Linked DNA regions of Mus musculus: region 1 is linked to region 2. The links are chromatin contacts, called in public HiChIP or PLAC-seq maps. All regions are on one chromosome and are shown on one strand. The core of a region is the stretch at or near the end of the contact, and the rest is flanking DNA. Distances in the headings are between cores, read along the strand shown. Region 1 has its middle 14 kb from the start of Gm52714. Region 2 holds the start of Dvl1 (dishevelled segment polarity protein 1).

Evidence for each region. HiChIP or PLAC-seq counts read pairs in DNA pulled down with a chosen protein or histone mark.
Region 1: a contact with region 2 is called in a FOXA1 HiChIP or PLAC-seq map of pancreatic cancer cells. The contact joins the enhancer-like site here to the promoter of Dvl1 in region 2. A contact is called at or near these places in 2 of 39 promoter capture datasets (both in liver), 1 of 484 Hi-C or Micro-C datasets (nephron progenitors), 6 of 115 datasets of contacts at active chromatin or transcription factors (the 230-238 cell line, bone marrow-derived macrophages, embryonic stem cells and 2 more) and 2 of 9 other capture datasets (embryonic stem cells and liver).

What each region holds. Positions count from the first base shown.
Region 1 is chr4:156,076,507-156,080,656 of GRCm38.p6, forward strand. No RefSeq gene overlaps it. Among named protein-coding and RNA genes, the nearest start is that of Gm52714, 14 kb to the left of the region's middle. Within about 2 kb of position 1,290, at least 212 of the 459 cell types and tissues checked have an H3K27ac peak or open chromatin away from gene starts, as enhancers often do. A contact at or near this core is called in the 230-238 cell line, bone marrow-derived macrophages, liver and 3 more, where this site is marked.
Region 2 is chr4:155,844,833-155,848,831 of GRCm38.p6, forward strand. It overlaps Dvl1 (dishevelled segment polarity protein 1), which reads left to right and starts at 2,570. Exons shown (of 15, transcript NM_010091.5): 1 at 2,570-3,072. The coding sequence starts at 2,903.

The sequences.
Region 1 (4,150 bases), core at 40-2,539, 230 kb after region 2:
TGTCAGGTTAAAAGACCTTCCTCTGAATTGCTGTGAGGTTTTCCACATTCTATAGTTCTTGGAAAACAAACTAGCATACCTAAGGCCAGTGGGCTATAGGAACAGAGACCACCCTTTCTGTGCTCCAGGGAGGGCTTCTCACATGCACGCTGCAGCACTTCCGTACAAGGCCCTCAACGGCTTCCTCCTGACCTACCTCCCTCTTTCCTTCCTATGCCTGTCTTAATTCCTCTGCGTCCTCAGGAATGAATAAAATTGCTAACATTCAGTGCCTGGATGTACAGAAAGCAATTTGGGGGAGGGGGAGAGCTTCCTGTAGGAATGGGGACTAGCCTGCCTGCCCATGTTAGAGAAAATGGAGCTGTTGAGATAAGAAAACCTTGGTAAATCCTCCAACTGGAACAGGTCATCAGCAGGTCATGAGGGCCCAAGATCTGTAGAGACCACAGGAAAACAAAGTCTTGTCGCCTAGATTTTTGTTTTTGTTTGTGTGGCTGTCCTATTCCTTTGCCCCAGGCCAGCAGGAGGCAGAAAGCCCATAAAAGAGAGTGCACCAGGAAGTGGCTCTTTAGAATCTATGCTGAGGCCGAGAGCTTTTAAGTAATATCACTTGGCTCAGACGTTAGAGCACATACGTGCTCTCAGTAAGGGAGGGTGTTTATGTTTGAGCACGCATGACTATGTATGCCTGTGTATATGTGTTTTGTGAATGTGAACAGGAGGAGCCCAGTGGCTAACGCACAGAACAAGAGGACTGGGGGTGCCCCCAGAAAAGGGAGCATGCCTTTCTTTTCCCTTGGGGACAGAGGAACACCCACCCCCACCCCCCATCACGGCTCCTCCTTCCTCCAGGCCAGGAGCTAGTTGGGGCGACTGCTACCCTTGATGACAGGAGTATAAACCTAAGGATGTGCCATGAAATAAGTGAAGTGGGGATAAAGCAGCTCTCCATTAAACCCCTTCCCGGAAACCTTTCCCTCTGTCTGAGGAGTCCCCACTATCTAGCTCAGCGGTCAAGCGAACCAACTAACGGGGAAGCTGGGAGGGCTGCAAGCCCCGGCCTCGGAAGCCACAGAAAAGGGAGGGAGCGGCCACTATCAAAGCACCGCCTCGTGTTCGGAAACTGCTCCTAGGGTTGGGGTGACTTGGACGCAACGGGTGCTTGCTTGCCTTCCAAATTCCAGGAGGGCAGCCCCTCCCTCCTGCTGGAGGTCCCTAGCTAGTGGGACCCTTCTCCACCAGGGCGGCGCGCTCTGAAGACCTGTGCACCCGGGAGGACGCTGGCCCCCGGCTAGGGCTTCCGCGGAGCCGAGGCCAGCCCAGGGCGGGCAGGGCGGTCCCAGGCGCGCACCTGGCGTTTCTGGTTTCCTCCTGTGACGATGGCTCCCAGCCAACTCGAACTCAGAAGGGACGGAAGGAGAGTACGCCGTCGAGCTCCCCACCCACTGTCCGCTGCCAACCAGGAGCTGGGCGGGGCTGGAGAAGCCGGCGCAGGTGCCCGCCGCTGAATTGGGGACACGAGCCCCCTATCCAACCCGGCCCTGCGCCCAGCTCTTAACTGATGCGCACAGGGCGGCGGCGGGGTCCCGGCCTGGGACTGTGCGTTTCTAGTCGGTCTCCTGGCCCAAGCAGGCTCTTCCCGCGCCAGGCAGCGGGAAAGGAAGGGGTCACCGGCCAGGAGACCGCAGGAGACCGCGCCTTTGTTTGCTTGACATCCCCACCTGTGCCCAATTAACGCGGACAAATGAGGGCGAACTGGATTGTGTGAGCGCAACCAAAAATAAGAATTGGCCCCAGGGAGTGGCTAGATCCTTCAGCCACACGGGCGCCTGGCCCAGCAGCTGCCCCTCTGCCTCACACCTTGGAGAATTTTAAGATTCAGTACTCCAGACCCTACTCTTCAGGCAGTTTTCTGTGTGTACCATCCGTTCCTGCCCCCTTCCAGGCCTAGGGCCTCTTCATCCCCCATGATGGATGTTTCCTTCCATTTTCCCCGTCCAAAGAGTGACAGGATGGACTAATTCATAGGGAACTTGGGGCGTAGAGAATAGAGAGATGAGGGAGATGCACACTACCCCGCCCCCCAGCTCTAGACGTTTAAAACCCTTTTCTCCCTCAACCAGAATATCCCTGACCCCCCCCCCCCCCAATTCTCTCTGACCTTGCACATCAGCTTTCTCCTAAAACCCATCAGTCCTAGTTTATCCTCCTGGTGTGAACTTTGAGGCTCTTCCCCAGGACAAGGTCATTGGACACCCACCTGCCCTACAAGAGCCTACATGATACTTATCTTCCACGTATTCTGAGTCCCCCCCCCCTTAGAGGGTTATTTATTTTATGTATATGAGTACACTGTAGCTGCCTTCAGACACACCGGAGGAGAGCATCAGATGCCACTACACATGATTGTGACATGTGGTTGCTGGGAATTGAACTCAGGACCTCTGGAAGAGCAGTCAGTGCTCTTAACCGCTGAGCCATCTCTCCAGTCCCTTGCCCACCTCTTAAAATCTGCTGTCTCACACCACAGGCATAGGCTTGAGCTACCCCTCTCACCCACTTGTCTAACAGGATGCTAAGAGACTGGCTCCCTTTTGTCTTTTTTTTTTTTTTTTTTTTAATAAATTCTTTTTTTTTTTTTTTTAAAGATTTATTTATTTATTTATTATATGTAAGTACATTGTAGCTGTCCTCAGACACACCAGAAGAGGGCGTCAGATCTCGTTACGGATGGTTGTGAGCCACCATGTGGTTGCTGGGATTTGAACTTCGGACCTTCGGAAGAGCAGTCGGGTGCTCTTACCCACTGAGCCATCTCACCAGCCCTCCCTTTTGTCTTAATAGTTCTCAGGAAGGGTAGGAATTGCTGTTCTCCAGCCTGTACGGGGCATTCATTATCAGGCAGTCAGAGTCCACATACACAGCCCAGGACCTACTCTCTGATGTGGGCTCAGACCCCTGCATGGAGGAAAACATTTCTAATTTTGAAATTAAAAACTAAGATCTGGGGATATGATAGAGTACTTGCCTAGCACTGGGTTCAATCCCTAGCAATTTTAACATAAAACAAAAAAAGAATAACAAAAAGATAGGATTTAAAAATGTAAAACTCAAATTTCTAGAAGTCAGGCCTTTGAGCAGTAGAATCCTTGTACAAGGTCCACATGATGACAGCTACCATCAGATAAGGTGTAGGTAGGAACGAAAAAACACCGATAATCTCACATTTCGAGGTTAGAAAGTTCTAGAAGGTCCTACAATGTGAAGTCTATGGTCATTGGGCACTTTTGGGACCATCCCCATTCCTACTCCCTGGGGAGGTAGCAAAACCTCCCTCCTGGTCCTGTCCAGGAGATAGATGTGTATGTATGTATGTATGTATGTATGTATGTATTTATGTATGTATTTATGTATGTATTTATGTATGTATGTATGTAATCCAGGTTCAAAGCATTTGGCATCCAGAATGCCAGCAGCTTCTGTCCTAGTCAGCAGAGTGGTTGAGAGGAGAAAAGGGGACAGTGACCTTAGGATGCCACTAGAGGCTCTTGGGGCGTTAGGGGTGGGAAGACACCTATTTTAAGAGGTAGGACTATGACTTGATGATATCTAGTGTACAGTCTGAAGCCTTTGAAGGCAAAACACAGGTCAGCTTGGGGAGTGAAGTCATTGATTTAAAAGAAACTCCAAGAAGCCAGTCAGTTCCTCTTGGGCCTTGTGGGAACCTGTTAAAGAAGCCATGTCCCTCGAGTGGCTTCAAATGTTGCCTTGATGAAGCAGCTGGAGATGAGGCAAAGCTACACCTGGGACCCAGGGTGGTGACATGGAAAAGGAGAGGGACACAGAACTGAGGGCATGGTACTATACAAACTTGTTCAGGCCTTTGTGAAGTAAGGACTCCAGTCAGTCAAGATCATTGAGCAAGAATATGTGCTTAGACAGATCCTGGAGACCCATGGATAGAGAGAGGGGTGGCACTATTTGTTGGAGATGAGAGCTTGCATGTGAGAGAATCCCTAGTGACAAGAACAGGAAGATCTTGCAGCTGCTAAGATAGCCTAAGGCTTTGCAAAGATGAGAAGGTGAAGAGTTCAAGATAGCAGTGACCAGACAGGAATAACGAGGGTGTGACTTGAGGCCTCAGGGCTTC
Region 2 (3,999 bases), core at 1,320-3,819:
ATAAAATAAAAATAAACCAAGTCTATAAAAAGCCTTTAGAGCAGGGCGTGGTGGCACACGCCTTTAATCCCAGCACTCGGGAGGCAGAGGCAGGTGGATTTCTGAGTTCGAGGCCAGCCTGGTCTACAAAGTGAGTTCCAGGACAGCCAGGGCTATACAGAGAAACCCTGTCTCGAAAAACCAAAAATCAAAAACAAACAAACAAACAAACAAAAAAGCCTTTAAAATTTTATCATTTTATGTATATGACTATTTCTGTCTGCCTCATGTGTGCAGTACCCCTGGAGGACAGAAGAAGGCTTTGAATTTCCTAGATCTGGAGTTACAGACGGGTGTGAGCAGCCATATGTGTGCTGAGAATTGAACCTGGATCCTCTGGAGGAGAAGCCAGTGTTCTTAACCACTGAGTCATCTCTTTTTTAACCCTCAAACCCCCACCTTTTAAGGATTTATTAACTTATTTATGTGTGTCTTTCTGAACATGCCCATTACAGTATTATGAAGGTTCAAGGCCAGCCTGGTCTACAGAGTGAGTTCCAGGACAGCCAAAGCTACACAGAGAAACCCTGTCTCGAAAAAAACGAAGAAAAAAAAATGTTTGGGAGTTGATTTTCTCCTTAAAAGATATGGGCTACCAGGAAACAAACAGTAATGACCCTTCCCCCCTTTTTTTTCAAAAGACAGTATTTATTTATTTATTCATTCATTTATTTATTTTTGTTTTGAGGCAAGGTCTTACTAAATAACCCTGGCTAGGCTTAGAACTCACAGGGATCCACTTACCTCTGTCCTTCATCCTAGGATTGGATTAAGGCACATGTCATCACATCACATTTTTAATTAATAAAAATTTATTATTTTTTTCATTAACAGTGTGTGCATATAGATAAATGGATGGCATGAATGTGGGGGTCAGGTAGTAACTTCCTCCAGTAGCCTTCAGCCTGCATTATTTGGGTCCTGGGGTTCAAACTCATATTATCAGACATGGCAGCAGACACCTTCTCACTGGTCCAAGAATAGTGGGGGTGAGAAAGGATGACAGTTAGTCACAGGACCTCAGTGACCTTTGAGGTGTGCCCTCTGGCCCCATCAGAGATCACACTGCTACTGGACAAGGCTACTTCTGGAAAGGGACAGGTTCTCGCATCACAACCATCTCTTCTACAGTAGAAACTGTCCCATCAGCGTCAGTACCATGGCTCCTACCTTCTATAATTGGGCGAGTCAGCTGGGAATCAAGGGCATCTGGGTTATGGGAACCCCTTTATTTGATTGCTTCTGACCCATAGACCAGTCGTAGCTTGGGTCAAGGGGCACTCAGGAAAGGATCTGTCTTCCTTCTCCTTTGGGCAGACCCTCTGAGGCCATCTTGCTGATTTCTTTCTTTCTTTCTTTTGTGTGTGTGTGTGTGTGTGTGTGTGTGTGTGTGTGTGTGTGTGTGTGTGTGTGTGTGTGTTTTCCCAGACAGGGTTTCTCTGTGTAGCCCTGGCTGTCCTGGAACTCACTCTGTAGACCAGGCTGGCCTCGAACTCAGAAATCCGCCTGTCTCTGCCTCCCGAGTGCTGGGATTAAAGGCGTGCGCCACCACGCCCGGCTGCCTGGTGCCTTCAGGTTGCTTTTGTAGAGATTCAAGGAAGGCCAGCTACTGGCAAGGGAAGAATAGGTTTCCAGGATAGCAATGGAAGCAAAGGGGAGAACTCTGCTTAGGTTGACTTCAGCGGCCTTTAGTATGCATTCAATGCCTACCTCTGAGTCCTCCAGGCAGTGGTGGGATCTTTCCTTGTGCGGGCTTCGTGTCTGGGGATGGTCCAAGGTCACAACAGGCACCCCTTTTCTTCATCACTGATCAATATCCTATGTCTTCCCCCATTCTTACTGGTCAGTGAATCACTCCCTCTAATGGTCTTAGGCCATCCTGGACTGAGGGGCGGACCTGGTCTTCCTTGGTCTGCAGAGGACACCTGGCTGGTTGGATCTACAGTATCCAGGGCTAAAATTCCTTTGGCTTCAATTGCAGCCTGGGCCTTGCCTGGACATCTGTGTGGATACCTACTTGAGTTTCTTGGAGATCCGACGGGACAAGGCAGTGGGCATAAGAATTGAGCTCAGGATTAGCATGGGGGCACAGTGAGGCTCTCGCTGTTTGGGCTAGGCATAGGTATCTTCAGATTCTTATAGGGCGCCTGAAGCCGCCCGAGCGGACAGTGCCTCCACATTCTGAGCACCTAGAAGGAGAATCAGGACCGGCCTAACCTAAGGACACTCCTCTGCTCCCTGGCAGACCTTATTGGCTCAAGGGGAGCGATCTTTCCAGGGTTTCTCTGTCTTTCTGGGGTCCAGCGTGCCCACCTGCCCAGAAACCTCAGACCCAAACGCCTCAAGGATCGCAGCCTGTTGGGAATCTGGGCTCCACCCCAAGACAGCGCTCGGAGAGACCCGACCGGCCAGGCCTTCTGAGCCCGCCCAGTCCCACCCCGGTTGCCCCGCCCGTGCGCAAGCCGTAGCCCCGCCCCGCCGGACCCGCTCTGCGCGTGCGCAGTCCCGCCCCGCCCGCGCTGCGGGCGACTAGTGACGTCACCGGCCCCGAAGCGCCCTCCGGCGGCGGCGCGCTCCACCCCAGCAGGCGGTTCGTGAACAGCCCGAGGGGGCGGCGGGCCGCGGGAGCCCTCAGAGCCGCTTTCCCTGGCGCCCGCTCCGGGGCCGCGGCGGATGGGCGGCCGCGGGCCGCGGGGCGACAGGCGGGGAACGGGTGCGAGCCGGGACCGGGAGGGGCGGCCGCGCCAAGGGGCCGCGGGGCGGCCGGGCGGGGCGCGGGCCGGCGGTTTGGGAGGGCGCCCCGCGTCCGAGAGGCGAGCCGGGCCCTGACGCCGCGCGGGTTCCGCGTCGCCCCTGCCGCGCCATGGCGGAGACCAAAATCATCTACCACATGGACGAGGAGGAGACGCCGTACCTGGTCAAGCTGCCCGTAGCTCCCGAGCGCGTCACGCTGGCCGACTTCAAGAACGTGCTCAGCAACCGGCCGGTGCACGCCTACAAATTCTTCTTCAAGTCCATGGACCAGGACTTCGGGTCAGTGGGCCGCGCGGCCTGGGCAGGGGCGCTGGCCTCCTCCCGCGCCTGTGTGCACGAGCTGGCACCTGTCCGCGCCGGCTGGGCTTTCGGGTCTGGGGACGTCAGAGAGCGCCCCCGTCGCCGGCAACCCTGCTGCGCATCTACAGCAGGTGTAGGTAGAGTTTCTGCGCCCAGTGACCCTGAGTGTGGCAAGCTGGGGTTCCGAGCCACTGACTACCCTCTGGGTAGGCCAGACAGTTCTTTCTGACGGACAGGCGAGGGCCCAGGCTTTCTGACCACCATCCACTGGTGCTCCTGTGCCCAGCTGGTCCATGTTGGGTGCCGAAGGCCACTCTTAAAGCCAACTCCCTTCTCTCTGGTTAAGCACAGAGCCTGATGCGTTCCTCCTCTGTGGATGGAAACCCGGGGCTCAGGACTGCCCTGGTGGGTGTGCAGTTTATGCGGGGGGTGGGGGGTGGGATCACGGAGAAGGATTGGGGGTTTGTGGCTCCTAGCACCCAGTGGATCCTCCGCTTGAGATGGGGTAATGTGAAATAGGTGGCTCATAGGCACCCGCCTGTTTTCTGGAACTTAGAAAAGTTTTGAAGCCTGAAAACAGACTCTTCCAGGTCCCTCTAGAGTCCCTGTGGCAAGGCAGAGAGGTCAAGGGTCACTGGAAACCAAGAAGCTTCATTCCGTGTACCCTGCCCCCTTGGTTCCTGGCTCCTGTGCCTCTGACCTTTCTGAACCACACAACATTTGCATTCCTGGGAGGTGCTCGGTTCATCTCCTGACTTGAGTCAACTTCTAATGTAGTGTTTTTCCTAGCTGAATGGCTGTGGTGGTCTCAGGAGAAGGGACTTCCCTATTGGAGTTAAGCTGGGCCTCTGGACGCTGAGCCAGGGACTGGCAGTGCAACAGAGGCCTGACAGGGCATAGCCACAG